Linked DNA regions of Zea mays: region 2 is linked to region 1. The links are chromatin contacts, called in public Hi-C maps. All regions are on one chromosome and are shown on one strand. Each heading gives the region's core, a stretch centred on a gene start, on an enhancer-like site or on the middle of the called end of the contact. The rest is flanking DNA. Distances are from core to core; before and after follow the strand shown. Region 1 holds the start of LOC100193571. Region 2 holds the start of LOC100285712 (RING zinc finger protein-like).

Region 1 (4,385 bases), core at 485-2,984:
ATTTATACATAGTAAAGTAGGACAAGCCCTTTGGCTGCTATTACCTTGTGGCAACACATAAAAAAAAATCATGTGTTTAATGTTAATGACATTAGTGGTGGCTGAAGTTAGGTGTCGTTTGGTTCACATATTTGTAACGTAATGGATAACTGATAACGTTAAATCATTTTTGTTTTACTCTAACTGTAATCAGATAACATACTAAAAATTGATACCGGAGTAACCGGACTATTCAAACTTGTTACCGCCAGTAATCGAGTGCAAACCATTACCATTACCATTTACGTTACATTTCGTAAACCAAACAGCACCTTAGTTTCTGTTCAAGGTGTTCAAGGACTTCTGTGACGTTCATTAATACACTAGCGTTTTCTAAAAAACTCTACTGAAGTTTCTTGATGCATTGCATGTATCATTCTGCAGGAAGAGTTGCTCCTGGAGCAGTTCAGTAGTTTGATCAGATTCGTCAAATCTCGTCCAGGTAAGTTGAGATCTCATGGCAACTGTATGCCCTTTTTCTTTCTTACTTTTGAATCACATTTCATACTTGACCTTTATCAGCGGATGAGACGGCTGCAAATTCCGAGAAAGCCAGCATTGCCGAAGTTGAGCCACTGGTAAAGGATTTCGCGAGCCGGTATAAGGCCGCGATCGAGCTGATGCACTATGATGTGATCACATCTTTCAGCAACTTTCTTTGCGGGATGGAGATCTTGAGAGCGACGCTCGCACAGCTCCTGCTATACTACACCAGGCTCTCCGAGTGTGTCAAGAGAATCAACGGCGGCTCTGCTCTCAACAAGGACCTTGTCTCCATATCCTCCATCCTGTTCGAAATCAAGAAGTATTCTAGGACGTTTTAGTTGTTTCACCCCCTTCCATGTACACTAGGACGGCTAGCTGAGGGGTAGCTGTGTATCCTTACTTTGTAACTGGTATGTGCGACTGCAGGGGAAACAAGGGCATTTTGTCGTGGTTTGTATCTTCGTCTGTGTTACCCGACTTGACCCCTGCCCCTTTCCAGCACAGAACTATGATCTCTAGGCTGTCTCCACAGTTATCCTATTCTATCTTCTGTCCTATCATCTATTTTAAACTTCATTTTGTAAACAGTATCGATTATAGTGCAAATCTACAATTTTATACGATCCGCTGTGGATAACCATATGCTGCATACTAATGAATGCGTACCAAACGCTTGCCTTAATGTTATTTTTATGACTGGCAATTTTCTAGTGTTTATAGCTTCTATGTTTCTGATCTGCGTAATTTAGTTCAAAGCATCTCAGCATTTTGAAAGCAATCACATCTTACACTAGGGTGGTATTCAATGTGAATGTTAAATTTCATATTGCTAGAAGATTCATGGGAATATTTGAAGAAATAAATAAAGATTATGCGATGACAGATATTTGTTGGAAAATATTCATGAGTAGCAAACGTAACGTTTGCTGTTTGCAACCCGAGGCAGCAACTACTGAGTAACTGAATAGCATTATGCCATGCCGATGCGTGTTTTTTTCGAAAACGAAAAAGGAAAACCATTATGCGTTTCCGAGTATCGAGCGTCTCCTTGACGCGGGCGCCCGGGGCCATCTCCACCGTCAGTGGCGAGATCGGACGGCCTGCTGGAGGTGTTGGGCCCATCCGTCCCCGGGTACTGGGACCACCCGATCCCTCTTCAATACAAAACCAGCCGCAGTTCTCCATTTTCGAGCGCAGAAGCGAGAGAGATCCGGAGCAGCCGCAGTCCCACCGACCCCGCCGCCGGTCGCCCTCCATCTCCTCGCCGCTGCCTCTCGGTAAGGCCCTTTCCTTTGCCCGCTCAACCCTCGGTTCGTTGTCTCGCTTCCATGTCCTGATTTGCGCCGTAAGCGCCCGAATCTAGCCGCAAGGTTGAGATCCGCGTCCATTTCTGGCTTCCGAGCGTCCGCTGCTTGTCGGTAGACGCGGATCTGTTGAATTTTGTGACTCACCGTCGTCGATCCGCAGGGTATCCCCTCCCTAGGGACCGTGAATGCGGCTGTTGCGGCTGTACGCATTAGATTCTTCGGAGTATGTTGCGGCTTAGATTCTCCAGAGAAAGATGAAGATCTGTTGTGCATTGCGGTCTTCGGTGGTTGATCCGTCGATTTTTTTCGTTTCATGTTGTGTCTAGGTTAGACCTAATTGTTTAGGTAACCTCGTATCACTGGTTGCGTATCACTGGCTCCTTGTATGGTTTATTCGATAACCGGAACGTCAACCGTAAAATTTTGGAACTATAATGTGGAACGAGGTTCCTGAAACAGCCAACTAGTAAATATTCCTGTATAGAAAAAAATAATTCAATGCAACGTGAGCACATGATTAACTGTTTGTTCATGTAATATGAGCACATGGTTAGCGATCCCTTTGTCTTAGTGCTTTGCCAGTCCTCTGACCTCTGCTCCTCCAATATCCTCGTGGTGCTCCGCTTCCGCGAAGGTACATGCCCCTTGCTTGTGCAGGATGATGGTTTATCCGACATCCTACTCGAGTGAGGGCTGTGTCCCAACCATGGTTCCATACGATGTTCCATATGGTCCCATTCCCGATCGGGCCATGGAACCCCACATGGTTCCACATTCCCGGTTTCATAGAATTGTACAAGGACCTGTCATATATGACTAGGCAGATGTTCTTTTGAACTTTGTTACTTGGCAGAGTTAAACCGAAGATGCTTTATTTTCCTTGATTGTTCTATCAATCTGTTTAGTTTTACATTTGTTGGTGCATCAGTTTTCTGCACAAACATGCAACATAGAAGGAAATCAGTGTCTATCACTCTATCTGAGTATCTGAGTAAAAGTATATCTGGAAGATCGGTTCGTTACATCCTTAATAAGATCGTTACCAAGATTCCATGACAGATCGAGATATGTTTTGATGTTTTCATCTGTTTGTAGTTACAGTACCTAATAAAGTTTAATAGAGTTGATCCTGTCAAACTATATCTTCTCTGTTTTACTTTGTTCTTGGAGAATTATATCCTTACCAAGTGTTGGTGGCAGATCGAAACATACTTTAGTATTTTAAAAATTATTTGTGGTACTTGAAATTAAATTGATTTGCATTGTCTCTCTTGTACCTTTATACAATGTGTCGAAGTAATGCTTGATACCTGATTAGATCTTTGTACAGTTTCTCTTTTCAATAATCAAGATGAGCCGTGGTGGTAGTGCCGGTGGTGGTCAAAGTTCTCTGGGTTATCTCTTTGGAAGCGGTGAGCCCCCCAAACCAGCAGTGGCACCAGCTGCAAGTGCTCCACCTGTTGAGAAACCATCTGCTGCAAAGACTGATGCGGCCAAGCAGGTTGCTGCTGGGGTTACCAGCCAAACCAATAACTACCACAGGGCTGATGGTCAGAACACTGGCAACTTCCTTACGGTATGCTACTTTATGTTCTTTCATTTCACATAGGCTTTTTACATATTATGTGTTGCCATCATCCATTGATATGCTTAGAAATGACGTCATATTTTGTGGGGTGCTTATATTATGTATAATCATGTTTTGAGAAAACATCATGGTAGTTTGTGCTGCATTATCACGTAATGTCTGTACTTATTCTTACAACCCGATAGAATCATGTTGATGGAAAGACTTCCAGTCATGTTTATTGCTTTTTAAATTGTACCGAGTCTTGATTGTTGCTGGGCTGCTGACCTTTTAGACTACCAATCATGAGCCATATACCATTTTATCATCAACACTAAATGCCAACACATTGTTAGTGCCGAAAAATTAAATATCCTGAAGAAAATATGCAGACCATGTCTTTCCATAAACTATTGACCAAATTGAACCAAAATTCCTTTAGTTCTGTCATGCTGCAGAATCTGATTGGGCAATGCAAGGACACAAATTATGATTCCTCAAAACTACAGATTCATATATGGAACAATGTTGCAAACTAATAAATAAATAACAGGGGAAGGGTTGGGCTCACTTACCTAATCGCTCCCTGGAACCCAAAACTTGTTTCTTGATCCTGCTTAACTGTTGGTTTTGTTGTTTATGAATGATTGCAGGACCGTCCTTCAACCAAGGTCCACGCTGCTCCTGGCGGTGGCTCTTCCCTGGGCTACCTGTTCGGTGGCAACTGATGCCCGTGCTGGTGCGCTCACCAAAGTTATCCTCCCCTGCCTGCTGCGTGCTATGTCTGAATCGTGAACAACCGTTGTCATTTCATGTGTGTACCCCGTGCAATGCTTTGTGCGCATGGTTGATTTCTCTGTGGCAAACTTCCCGTCCTGCATGGGGTTGTAAGCTGTCTCTAAATTTCACGGCAAGTCGTGTGCCTGAACCTTCATCTTAAGTTGTTGTCGTATCCCTTCGTCTTGTTTCGGTTGCACCCCGTGATG
Region 2 (4,614 bases), core at 1,832-4,331, 640 kb before region 1:
ATTTACCTTGACGGTCGGGGTCGGGGATGGACGACGACGATGCGGGCGAGGAGCGGGGCAGTGTGTCGACGGCCGGGGGCGGGCGCCGGGAGGGAACTGGGCTTCGCGGGGTTGGCCGGAACGGGGCGCGGCCGTGGGACGGGCGTTGGCGGCGGCGCTTCTTGGGCGGCGCGGTGGAGCTTGCGGGCCGGGCCGGCGCGGGCAGGGGCGGCTCGGGCGTGGCCGTCCGGGGGCGGCGCGGCGCGGGCGTGGCCGTCCGGTGGCGGGGCGGGGCGGGCGTGGCCGTCCGGGGGCGGCGCGGCGCGGCCGTGGCCGTCCGGTGGCGGGGCGGCGCGGGCGGGTAGGCCGGTGGCGGGGCGGCGCGGCCGGGGCGTCGCGGGCGGCAGTGGCGCGGTGGGAGGGCGCCGGGCGGTGTCGGCTATGGCGGTGGGGGGCGAACAAGGCGGCGCGGCGGCTGGCTGGCGAAAAGTCCCTGGGCGCGGGTCAAAATTAGGGTTTGAATTATGTTGAATAAAGGGGGTCGGCGCCAAGATCTATGGCGCCGACCCCCTGACACGTGGACTGCCGCCGACAGGGGGGTCGGCGCCAAGATCTATGGCGCCGACCCCCTGACACGTCACGTCCAGCGAGGCATCCCCGTCAGGCAGACAGGCGCCAATAAGATTGGCGCCGGCACACAGAAGCTCGGCGCCAATGATGACGGCGCCGAGCTAAGGGTCCATTTTTTGAAATGAAACCGCCAGGGGCATAAATGTGGGAAAAAACCCGAAAAGGGCCAATTTGCAAAAAAGTTGGCTGGTGTGGAGGCAGACACACACACACGAAGGTGGATGATACGACGCCAAGCTTGGGATGGGTTTCATCTATATGCTAAGCGCGTGACGCATGACAGTCGAAACTCATGCTTTAAATAAGTAGAGATAGAGAAGAGACTTTGCATCCAAACATATTCTTAGTAATTTCGGGGAACTAAAAAATTCTATGGGCTCACGGCTGCTTGACTCGGGGGGTGTTTGGATACTACCATTAAATTTTAGTCCTTGTCACATCGAATATATAGATGTTAGTTAGAAGTATCAAATATAATCTAATTATAAAACTAATTATACAAATGAGTACTAAACGATAAGACAAATCTATTAAGCTTAATTAGTTCATGGTTAGTTTATGTGATGTTACAGTGAACATTCGCTAATTATGGATTAATTAGACTTAGGCCGTGTTGGTTTTTAGGGACTAATTTTTAGGCCCCGTTTGGTTTGATGGACTAAAGATTAGTCCCTTCATTTTAGTCTCATTTACTTCCTAAATTGCCAAACGGTGGGACTAAAATATGGACTAAACTGTTTTAGTCTCTATTCCCTCAAGGGGCGACTAAAGGGGACTAAACCATATAAATTCCACTTTTTACCCCTCCTTTATTTAAGTTGCATTAATAGCAGGAGAATGCTAAGGGGTATTTTGGTCTACTTATGATTCATTTAATGTGTTTTGAATACTTTTAGTCGCTAGAACCAAACAGGGTAGGGACTAAACTTTAGTGTCCTAACTAAACTTTAGTCCCTGGACTAAAGGAACCAAACAGGCCCTTAATCACTACATTGTATTCCATTTTAGTACCTAAATTGTAAAATACAGAAACTAAGACTCTATTTTAGTTTCCGTATTTGGTAATTTTATGAAATAAAATAGAATAAAATGAAGGGACTAAAGATTAGTCGCTAGAAACCAAGCACCCCCTAATAAATTTATCTCGTCGTTTAGTCTTTATCTATGTAATTAGTTTTATAATCAAACTATATTTAAGACCCCTCCTAATTTATAATTGTTTGACTTTTTCAATCCTAACTTTGACCACTCATTTTATTAAAAATTTTGTGAAAAAACAAAAAGTCATTGTGGATTTGTTTATTATCAAATATACTTTACATATGACTTCATTTTTTCATGATTCTTTAATTAGACGAGGTTGTCAAAGTTGAGGTTGAAAAAAAATCAAACGAATTGTATTTAAAATAGAGGAAGTATTCATGATTGACACTCAAACATCCCATATTACATGAACTAAATTTTAAGAGAGTGTTTGATTCTCCTGACTAAAGTTTAGTTCGTATGAAATCAAATATTTAAATATTAATTATGAATATTAGATATGAGCTTAATTATGTTTAATAAATTCATCTCGTTGTTTATTCTCCATCTACGTAATTAGTTTTATAATTAAACTATATTTAATACTCGCAATTATTATTTAAATATTTTACTATGTAACATAGACTAAACTTGATTTGATAGACCAAACACAATATGAAATACACCCGATTAAGGCCATGTTCGGTTTCTTTAGTCTAGAGACTAAAATTTAGTTAGGGGACTAAAGTTGTCCCTAGCATGTTTGGTTCTAGTGACTAAAATTAGTAAAAATATACTAAATGACTCATAAGGAGACTAAAATGGTCTTTAACATTCTCGTGCTATTAGTATAATTGAACTAAATGAGGGACAAATGTGGAATTAATATGGTTTAGTCCCTTTTAGCCACATCTTGAGGGACTAGGGACTAAAGTAGTTTAGTCCCTATTTTAATCCTACCGTTTGGTAATTTAGGAACTAAGGCTCCGTTTGGTTTGGGGTGACTAAAGTTTAGTGACTAAAGTTTAGTCACTTTTAGTCCCTAAATAAGTAAACATGGTGACTAAAGTGTAGTGACTAAACTTTAGTTCTTTAGTCACCAAGGGGTGACTAAAAGGGCTAAAATAATATTTTTACCTTATTTGCCCTCTCCACTTTCTTCTTATAGCAAATATTCATTAATTAATAAGAGTAAAACAGTCATTATTCATAGCAATTAATGCTCTTTAGTCCAGTTTAGTCATTGGAATCAAACGTGGTACTTTAGCGACTAAACTTTGGTCACTAAAATTTAGTCTAGTGACTAAAGAAACTAAACAGAGCCTAAATTAGACTAAAATATAGGGACTAATCTTTAGTCCTTCGAACCAAACGCGGTCTACTCTCCTTTGGACCGAGGTACCTTCGTCATATACACGCGGGCTGTGAGGGTAGATATGTGGACATCCACATGGCGTCCGCCCAACCCTCCAAACCAAGGCGGCCAAGCCCCTTCCATTTGCCAGGCGGCCACACCATCTGATCCCCAATTCGTTTCCACCTATCGAGCCAAGGTGCGACGACGGCGGTCGCAGCGTCCCCTCCCTCCCTCCGTACCGCTGCCGCCGGTGAGTATCGCGCCGAGATCTCTCCCTTTTCTGTGATTCGAGCGATTACTCTACAGTGGTTGCGCCCCTGCTCCGCTTTGCTTCAGACGAGCAGATTGGGCCGAGCACCTCCCCGGCAAGCAGCGGCGCTGTCGCCGGCGCCAAGTCCGGGGCCGCCGCGCCGTGGGGCTCGCTGAAACGGGCAAACTTTCTGCCTCCATTTGCCCGTTTCTCGTTCCTTGTTGCTTGAGCCGTTAACAAAATTAAAGGTCCAGTTTAGGCACGGCGATGTGTGTGCTTCCTAACCTGGAAGCAGACCTTATGAAGTATATATGATCCTTGTGTCCTTTCTTAACTTCCATGCGTGCATGCGTAGTCTGATTCTTAGTGCGCCAAATGTGATTCGTCTGTTCCATCCGGTGACTTGCTGAGCGGAGTCTGATTGTGGACCGTTGGATAGATTTGTTTCCAATTGGAGTGTATCAAGTTTTGCTCTGTAGATAAGATGATGTAGAAAAATTTAGGGGCCTATGCCCCATGCCCAATGCTGCAACGATCAGGTCAGGTGTTGTTAGGCTACCTGTGCATTGGAAGGAGGAAGTTACAGAGGTAGAATGTGATTTACACAAATGAGCATGGATGACATCCAGCAAGCCTTTTTTGCATAAGATGTCCATTGGTGCTATTATTTTTATACTGTACTCCCTCTATTCCAAATTATAAGATGTTTTTTTGGCTTTTCTAGACACATAACTCTTGCAATGCACTAAAAGGTGAGAGCAGCTTCAGTGTTGGTGAAAATCGAATCATGGAAAGAGCAAATAGAACCGTAAACACTAGAGGAAGCGAACCATACCTGTCAGAGACAAACCGAACCTCACAGATGCGCCAAATCGAGAGAGTCCAATAATATTAATTGTGCAGGTGTTGCCTCTGCCACCCCTGTTGATCTGATCGTGCGAGTTGTCGTAGAGATATTTTTTCTGCTCACATGGCCCCCCACAAACCTATGTCCATGCTGGAGCTGTCGAACCAAACTTCTTCTGAATCACTTAAGTTGAGGTGTTTTTTTTTTGGAAAAAAATGAAACACCACAATATATTTCACAGCATACTTCATTTTGTAATTTGAGGTTTTTTTTGGAAAAAACGAAACATCGCAACACTACACTGCAGACTTTTAAAAAACTCAGTTTTGTGTATAAGCTTCATAATTTCTTTGTATTTGTTACAAGGTCAACCACTTATCAGCACTTGCTAATAGTTCAAGCAATGCATAGGCTGTAGCAATAGTGGATTGTTGAATGATGTATGATAGGCTTGTTAGAAGAATTTCCTAATGTATATCTTGTTATTTAAGAATTTTTAGTTGGATAGAAATCTTTTCGTTCACAAAA

What was found. A called contact is a pair of places that touch in the nucleus more often than the background predicts.
Region 2: a Hi-C map of endosperm shows a contact between it and region 1, with 2.8 times the contacts expected there. The contact joins the promoter of LOC100285712 here to the promoter of LOC100193571 in region 1. A contact is called at or near these places in 3 of 25 Hi-C or Micro-C datasets (bundle sheath, endosperm and leaf).

Annotation. Positions count from the first base shown.
Region 1 is chr9:129,094,556-129,098,940 of Zm-B73-REFERENCE-NAM-5.0, reverse strand. LOC100193571 reads left to right here and starts at 1,734. Exons shown (of 3, transcript NM_001138680.1): 1 at 1,734-1,802; 2 at 3,151-3,408; 3 at 4,053-4,385. The coding sequence starts at 3,184. The coding sequence ends at 4,127. It overlaps LOC103639049 (vacuolar protein sorting-associated protein 52 A), which reads left to right. Exons shown (of 20, transcript NM_001358890.1): 19 at 424-481; 20 at 562-1,144. The coding sequence ends at 863.
Region 2 is chr9:129,738,547-129,743,160 of Zm-B73-REFERENCE-NAM-5.0, reverse strand. LOC100285712 (RING zinc finger protein-like) reads left to right here and starts at 3,081. Exons shown (of 2, transcript NM_001158603.2): 1 at 3,081-3,239.